Regions from separate parts of the Pan troglodytes genome. Here region 2 is linked to region 1. The links are chromatin contacts, called in public HiChIP or PLAC-seq maps. All regions are on one chromosome and are shown on one strand. The core of a region is the stretch at or near the end of the contact, and the rest is flanking DNA. Distances in the headings are between cores, read along the strand shown.

Evidence for each region. HiChIP or PLAC-seq counts read pairs in DNA pulled down with a chosen protein or histone mark.
Region 2: an H3K4me3 HiChIP or PLAC-seq map of stem cell-derived excitatory neurons shows a contact between it and region 1, with 3 times the contacts expected there. The contact joins the promoter of FAM8A1 here to the promoter of RBM24 in region 1.

Annotation. Positions count from the first base shown.
Region 1 is chr5:23,241,330-23,245,605 of NHGRI_mPanTro3-v2.0_pri, reverse strand. RBM24 (RNA binding motif protein 24) reads right to left here and starts at 2,158. Exons shown (of 4, transcript XM_001175216.8): 1 at 1,764-2,158; 2 at 587-710. The coding sequence starts at 1,931.
Region 2 is chr5:23,557,374-23,561,649 of NHGRI_mPanTro3-v2.0_pri, reverse strand. FAM8A1 (family with sequence similarity 8 member A1) reads right to left here and starts at 2,096. Exons shown (of 5, transcript XM_527239.7): 1 at 886-2,096. The coding sequence starts at 1,585. It overlaps LOC104006735 (a long non-coding RNA gene), which reads left to right and starts at 3,154. Exons shown (of 2, transcript XR_008548430.2): 1 at 3,154-3,243.

The DNA of each region.
Region 1 (4,276 bases), core at 909-3,408:
CCCAGGAGGCGGAGGTTGCAGTGAGCCTAGATCACGCCATTGCACTCCAGCCTGGGCAACAAGAACGAAACTCCACCTCAAAAAAAAAACAAAACCTTTACCATTTGGACATCGCCCCTACCCCTTAATGCTTCCCTTGGGTCTGTGTTCAAGTCAGATTGCCTGCTCTGAGCACAGTGCAACTGGTGCTAAAAGGAGAGACACCACTAAGTAGGGAAGTATATTAGCTGAAGTCGACAAATTTGGCCTATATAATCCACATGTGAATTATCTACAGGTGGCTAAAAATTGGAAAATTGAGAGCAGACTACAAATGTATGCCACATAGGAAACAGGTGAGACATAACTAACTCTTCTTCCTGCACGACCCCCAAGATCCATTTTTGCACACAGGTACATTTCAAGCCTTGAGAGGAGTATTTACAACTCTCATTTATGTTTAATGCCTTGGTAGAATAACAAGCCATGGTTCAAGTTTACTAAACACATCTACAGAAAGAGACAATGTCTTCTAAATTAGAGAATCATCCCACCCATAAATGAGGGGTTCTTGGAGAGGGGGGTAGGGGAGACAGACATTTCTCACCTGGTTGCATGATCCTTGGTTTTGCTCCTAAGTATGCCAGGTTCACGTTGGCCTTTCTGCCATCAATGATGGGATTGGGATCCTTGCAGGCCCTTTCGGCAGCAGCCCGGTCAGCCATGGTGACCTTAGCAACAGACACACACAGAGATACATACATAACCTCTAAATTAACCCCTGAAGGAAATCAAGAATCACAATGGAGAAGTCATTCATGAGAAAACTGAGATCAAACTTTCTTTCTATTCTTTGCTTCTTTTGGCTGGACCCTCCTCCTTGATCTCCCATTTTTAACAGGCGGGCGGGGGCGTGGGGGGGGGGCGGGTAGATGAAGGAAAAAAGAAAGAAACCCTCTAACCCTGCCTCCCCCAACCCCACCGCCGAAATCTTAAGGGTGTTAGTAGGGCCTAGCTGAGATTTGGAAGCCTAAATTCTTGGAACTCTAGATCCTCCTTCCCCCGAATCCCCCGCCCCCCAGGTCCCTACTCAGCCTCAGAGGCACCGTTTGCTTTAAAGAAAGTCCAGCCTTACATCCGCCCAACGCTCCCAACCTCGAAAACACTCCCCAACGACAATAGCTATTGTCCTACTCTGGGGCTCCCTGCTCTTCGGCAGCTGAATTTGCACGCTTAAATCTCTAGGAAGGAAGCTTAATATGCTCTGTTTCAGTTCGGCAAAGAGCCCTAGGATCATGATTTAAAAGAACCTACCTTTGCAATTAAAAGGCGGGGGGATGACACAAGGGGAACAGCCCCAGACCTCGTGGGGTGTCCCCTCCCTGCCCCAGCCAAAACACCAGAACACACGCATTTTTACAAAGCAACAGCGCGCTTAACAACCGGCATCCAGCCCGGGAATGCAATTGTTCGGGGTTGCGGCCCCTCCCTCGCAACCCTCCGCACCCCAAATCCCGCCGTCATTACAGGTCTCTCCTTCCACCCCTGCTCTGCCCTGCCCGGCCCTCGACCTCGCACAGCGCTGGGTCTTCTCCGAACCCAGCGAGGCTGGCGTCGGCCCTCTCCCCTAGCAAAGTTTCAGTTCACCCCGGAGCGAAGGGGCAGCGCCGCTCTACCCGCGGGGCTCCTCACGGGTCACGCCGAGCCCCTCACTCCAAGCTCCCGATCCCCGGGGTCAGCCGCCACTCCGTCCCTCCCCCTCACCCCCAGTCCGTGCAACTTACAAATCCATAGCCCCGGGACTTGCCCGTCTGCCGGTCGGTGATGACCACCGCCTCCTCGATCTCGCCGAAGACCTCGAAGTACTTGCGCAGGCTGGCGTCGGTGGTGTGGTAGGGCAGCCCCCCGACGAAGATCTTGGTGTACGTCGTGTCCTTCTGGGTCGTGTGCATCTTCGCGCCCGCCCCGCGGCTCGGGCTCCGGCTCCGGCTGCGGCTGCGGCTCGGGCAGCGGCTGCGCCTCCTCCTCCGGCTCCGCGTCTCCCGCACCCTTTCGCGGCCGCCGGGGGCCAAGGGCGAGCCCGGGGGCGAGGGCGGCGGCGCGGCGGGGGCGAGCGGCCGGGGGCGGCCGAGAGCGCCGGGCGCGCGGCTTCCGAAGTCGCCAGCGGCCCTGGAGACTTGACTTCGCTCTCTCCTCCCGCCCCCCCTGCCGGTCACCGTACAAATTCTCCGGATCGTCTGGATTAGAATCGGGTTCTATAGAATGTGCAAGCGGTTTCCACTCACCCAGCGGGGAGGCAAAAAATGAAAAGAGAGGGTAGTCCTCAAGCGAAGAAGGGGGTGCTTTAGAGGTAGATTTTTCTTCCTTAGGAATCAGGTGCCTTGGGTGGGGTGTGGGGAGGGTCCGCGGGAAGAGCGTCCGAGCGCCGAAGCGGGCGGGGGGCGCGGCGGCGGGGCCAGGGGCGAGGAACTCCGCGCAGCTTCGGCTCTGGTCTGTCCCTCCCGCCGTGGGATCTGGAAGACGAGTGCCGAGGACGGCTCTCCACCTCTCTGCTCCCTTCCCCCGCGGGCCGGGGGTCGACGCCCGGCTGGGGAGGGGGGCGGGCCGGACGCCTGCGATTGGCCGCGGCAGCACCTGGGGCGCCGGGCGCCGCCGCCCCCCAGCTGTTGGGAACAGCTGCTTCTCTCCCCGCGCGGCGCGGCGCTGGGGCTCGGGGCTCCCGCTCTGTAGCCGGCGATGGGGTAGGGCTGGAAACGCCTGTAGGCGGCCTGGCTCTCGGCGTCGCCTGCTCTAACCAGTCAAAGTCTTAGGGACCCGGCGCAGCACCAGCCGGGACCCAGGGTGCGGGGACTGTGCCCAAGGAGGAAGCTGCGTTGCTTTCCAGAGGGGACGACGCGAGCTTTTTGGGTTAGGCCTCGGTGACAGGGCCGGCGACCTGGACTGGCGAACTGGGGTCCCCAGAGACCTGGGGCGATTCGCTGAGAGGCCAATCCCCTCCCGGGCGCGGGGGGTCAAGGAGCTCGGCCGAACGAAACCCAAGCTGGACACCCTGGGGTCTGAAGAGTGAGAAGGAGGGCCCCAACTTTCTTTGGCCCCAAAAAGCCGGTGCGGGGGAGTATCAGAGAGGTAGAGCCAGAAGGAAAAGAAAGATCTAGCGCTTGGGTGTAGTTGGGAAAACCATTAGCTTTAATTGCTACCGCCCAGCCAAACCAAGTAACCGGAGATACCTATGTCCATCAGGCACCGCCTTCTATTTCAGAGGACCATAAGTTAGTACTTTAGCCCCCACAGTCACCAAATTTGTCTTTCCTCCCTAACTTAGTTATTCAGGAAGATTGGTACAGATGTCTTAGCATAAGTCGTTCTTGTTTTTTTTTTTTTCCCTAAACAAAGAATTAATCTATTTCTTTCTCTTTGAATTACAAGAATGTTTAGTGGCTTGACCTCATCTGTTTTTATCTGGATGTAAATGTAAAAGGTATAATTTTTGAAATCAACTTATTGCATAACCAGTGGTTTCTACCAGCAGACCTGAAAACATTTGTAGAACATAGGGCACTCCATATATATTTATTACTTTACATCAGCTTTTTGCAACTTCTTTTAATTGAGAATTCATTCAATTAGGCCTTAAAATCAATCAGTCATACTTGAGGTTTGGATGAAAATATTTAATGTGAGCAGAAGGTTTCATCCACCATTGTTGGTGCCCAATTGCCTTTTAAGTCCTTTCTACGCGAGTCTACAGTCCCTACATTAATCGCCCCTGAGCCGCACCATTTATTCCATTAAAACAATTCAATATGTTAACCATTAGAGAGGTGCATACTCTGTTTCTCTCCAGGACACCTTTGCAGTCAACCCAAGAGGGTGAGAAATGTTGCATTTGCAAAGGCTAATGGGAATGCAAATATTCTTGCGCAAAACATTAAATTCCGTTTTTCATCTTGCTGACTTCCTCATGAGGTTGACTTTTTGACGTCACTGGTTTCTTTAAGTTTGAACCCCCAGTGGGAGATATAGAGAAATCAGAAATCTATTAAAGTTAAAAACATTTTTTTCACCCAATTAAAAAAATAATAAAGAATTTTACAGACAGATGAGAGCCAGAAAGTGAAATTGTAAACACCCTCTCTTCATTGCTTAAGTTAAAGGGCAGGTTCAAAAACGACTCTCTGTGCTGGTATGATGAAAGATAATTTTTAAAAGTTAGAAAAACAAAGCAGGCGGGGAAAGAGAAGAGGCGTGTTTTTTAATATTCAACATCCATCTTGTGTCATTTAAGAATTACTGTACG
Region 2 (4,276 bases), core at 847-3,346, 320 kb before region 1:
AATTTGATTAGGGTACCCACTACATTTCACTAGGAATTCTAATGAGGAGAATCCAGGTGATCACATCTAAGTCACACAAAATTAAACATTTTTTAGTACAAATCAAGGTTAAATATTGGCAATTAGTATAAAGTAAATCCCTGTAATCCCCCCCCACCCGTTTTTTTAGTTTGTTTTGCTTTCTTTAAAATAAACCCAGTGAGTATCAATCTGTCATCCTAAATTCTGACTGGGATCAGAGGCATCAACTAGTTCTTGTCCCATCTATCTGTGGCTAACTAAAATAAACTAAAAGTCTAACTAATAGTTTAAATAGTAAACTAAGAAGTGTAACTAATTCAAAATATTCTAGTTCACACACAGAAGCAAAAACAATTACACAATATACAAGATATTGATCAAATGAAGTGAAGCTTTGACCCAATCAAAACTTCCTAACTCCACTTGTATCCATGTCGATCTCCTTTTATATCCGTTCAGTTCCACTGTCCTAAGTAGCCAATGTCTGAATAATTTTCAGCATTACCAGTCGAGCCCCTCCAAAAGTGGGTTTGCCATTTGCGAATTTAGCTTTGGCTCTCACTGCAGAGCGTGAAAACCAAAGGAAGAGGATGGTTTGAAGAGCAATTTCTTTTCACGAATAAACAACTAGTCCCATGAGTAAGGGAGTCAATTTGGAGTGCCAGGTCTAAAGGAAGAAGAAACTGTATTGCCTCCTTGTACATTTTGGGAATTCAGGGCCTGGACAAACGATAGCTAGTGAACGGGCAGGATAGTCAATCAGAGTAGAAGCAGCAGTTACAGGTCTAAAAAGCGTGCCAGCTCTACCCCACAGGCCCCCGAAAACCCTTCTACTCCGCCCAGCCTCCACCTCGCGCCTCTCACCTGCCTGTCGCCCGGTCTCGCTCGGGCTTCGCGAAGGGGCTGCGGATCCTACCCTCGTCACTGGAGTGGCCCGGACCGACGCCTGCACGTGAGGAGCCCGGGGTCCCAGGCCCGCGACTGGAGCAGGGGTGCTGATGCCGGCAGCTGTCCGCGGGTCAGGCCCCGCGGCCCCGGGGCTCAGGAAGTAGAAAGGGTTGTAATAGCCCAGCTGCGGGGGCGGCGGCGCCGCGGCCTGGGGGACTGCAGCGCCTCCCGAAGGGAAGCTCTGCGGGGAGGGCTGGGGGCTGCAGTAGGCTGGGAAGGCGGCCAGGCCGCTGTGCCAGGTGAGGTAGCCGCAGTAGGACTGCCACAGCCACTCGTGCACTTGCCGGGAGTACTCGCGGGCGCTCAGCCGAGCCGGTCTCTCTCGTGGCGCCGCGGCTTCGGGCGCCTCGCAGCCCGCCTGCTCCTGCAGCTCTGCACCGGAGCCGGAGGCCGCCTCCCCGCGCTTCCTGAGCTCGCGCGGCGGCTCCAATTTGTCGGCTGCGGCGGCGGCCGCGAGGCCCGGGGCTGTGGGCCTGCCCGGGGCCTGGGGGTCGTCGCGGAGGCATGGGACGGCGGTGGTAGGAGGGCCTCTCAGGGAAGGGACGGGCTTGTGGTCCCCTCCGCCATCGTCCTGCCCGGGAGGGTGGCCTCGGGCTTCCTCGGGCCCCTCGGCCATCGTCGCCTCAGCAGCACCCTCCGGGATACCTGTCACTGCTCCGTTTCCCTCCCCCAATGGCCCCTCCCCAACAGCCCCGTCACCACCGCAGCAACCGCAGGCGTCAACAATCCCCCGCCGGAAGCGGAAGCCCCGCCCCTCAGGAGCAACGCCCGCCGCCAGGCGGAGCTCGGAAGGGAGGGCGGGGAGGCGCGTCTGCAGTCCCGGGTTCGGGCCCTAGTAGTCGGTGGCTGGTCGGTGACTGGGACCAGACCGTCGCCTCCTCCCTTTTACAGCTTTAAGTCTGTGACCCGAGGCCTCTCTGTATATTCCCGTGGGTTTGGGCCTAGTTGTCCTGGGAGAAACTAGATGGATGAGGAGCATTTCCGAGACAGGTCCCAGGGCCAGCGCAGCCTTTTCTGTTGCAGAACCGCGACTGTTGTTTTGGGCTCCAGGCCGGAGGGTTTGTTGCTTGTGTTCATTCCAGTTAACCATTAGTACTCGAGAAGGTGGTACAGAACGCATCTATCCCCTTAGAAGAAAAGAAATTAAAAGCCAAACTAAACTGGGATATATATTAATATAGGAAAGTACCACTGAGACATAGGAAAGTGTATTAAAATATAACTAGTGAGGTGCTATGTATAATTCAGAGGAAGGGGAAATTATGCATGGGCCAGACTACTAACAAAAGGCTCCAAAGCCTGGGATACGCTGAGGGCCTTTCCATAACAGAAAATGAAAAGGAACCTAAATTTGAGACTAGATTTGAGGAAAGGCACAGTTCCGCTGGAGTAGAAAGCGTCTGTCTACCGCAGTGGAAAGTAAGTTTTCGTAAATGCAGACTAGCTCCAGGCTGAGGACAGAATCTAGCTTTTAAATCAGTATAATCTCTCTGCTTTTACATTTGAAAATCTCTGCAGTGATATGTTATTGTATCCCCAGCACCATACAAAGGACATACAAGGGCCAAATACTGCGGGAATATTTATTAATGATATTAATGATGATGCTGTCCGGGCAAAAGGAAAACTTCCGCTTCACCTTCTGAAGTTTCGCTGAAAGTCACTGACAGGAGGCAGTTAATAGAAGAAAAGACATAGACATTGATTTGACCATCGTTTTATGTGACACGGGAGCCTTCAGAATGAAGACCCAAAGATAACAAGGGAAATCGTGTATTTGTATGCTTAGGTTCAACAAAGCATGGACAGCCGTATAAAAAAAATGACTGGACAAGGCCGGGCGCGGTGGCTCACGCCTGTAATCCCAGCACTTTGGGAGGCTGAGGCGGGCGGATCACAAGGTCAGGAGATCGAGACCATCCTGGCTAACACAGTGAAACCCCGTCTCTACTAAAAATACTAAAAATTAGCCAGGCGTGGTGGCGGGCGCCTGTAGTCCCAGCTACTCAGGAGGCTGAGGCAGGAGAATGGCGTGAACCCGGGAGGCGGAGCTTGCAGTGAGCCGAGATTGCGCCACCGCACTCCAGCCTGGGCGACAGAGCGAGACTCCGTCTCAAAAAAAATGACTGGACAAAAAACACTCTGATGCAAACAGGCAAGAAACCCAGCAAGGCCTATCTAGATTCTCCTTGGCCTGTCTGCAGCATTCATTCCTTCTGGGTACGGAACAGGACCCTCTGGAATGGGGGCTGTGGCCTACAACAGTTAAACAAGGTAGGTCAGATAATTTCTTTTTCTTTTCCTTCTTTTTTTTTTTTGACAGAGTTTTGCTCTTGTCACCCAGGCTGGAGTGCAATGGTGCGATCTCGGCTCACTGCAACCTCCCCCTCCTGGGTTCAAGTGATTCTCCTGTCTTAGCCTCCCGAAGTAGCTGGGATTACAAGCGCCCGCCATCACGCCCAGCTAATTTTTTTTTTTTTTTTTTGTATTTTTAGTTGAGACGGGGTTTCACCATGTTGGCCAGGCTGGTCTTGAACTCCTGACCTCAGGTGATCCACCCGCCTCGGCCTCCCAAAGTGCTGGGATTACAGGCGTGAGCCACTGCGCTCTGCCAGATAATTTCTCTATGTCCAATATTTGCACAGAAAGGGGTGCAGGGAGGTTAGAGTAATATTTTTAGGTTTGTGGCTGGCTTTGGGAAAGGGTGGGGTTTTGGTTTCTATGCCCTGCTTTGGGAAAGACGGATTCCAGTTTCTATGACTAGCCGTGGGGGTGGGGGTGGGGGGAAGAATGGGATTGAGAGACAGGAGGGTTGGAGAAGGTGGGAAAAATCTTTTGCTTCTGAGGTCTTCATTTTGGGGTATTGCTTTCTGAGTTCCAACAATGCCCAGGATCATTCTTTTTTTTTTCTTTGTTTTTTTAAAGACAGGGTCTCACTCTGTCACCTAGGCTGGAGTGCAGCAGTGTAGGCACTCCTCACTGTAGCTTTGACCTCCCAGGTTCAAACTATCCTCCCACCTCAGCCCAAGTGACTGGGACTACAGGCACGTGCCACTGCCCCCGGCTCATTTTTTTCATTTTTTGTAGAGATGCGGGTCTCACTGTGTTGCCCAGGCTGGTCCCAAACTCCTGAGCTCAAGCAATCCACCCGCCTTGTCCTCCCAAAGTACTGAGATTACAGGTGTGAGCCACCACGCCCAGCCCCAGACTCATTGTTGGCTTTATTCTGGGAGATATAAAAAGCCATAATTTTTTTCCTTAAAAAGCTAATGATCTAGGTTCAAGGGACAGACGGTCAAGAAAATTG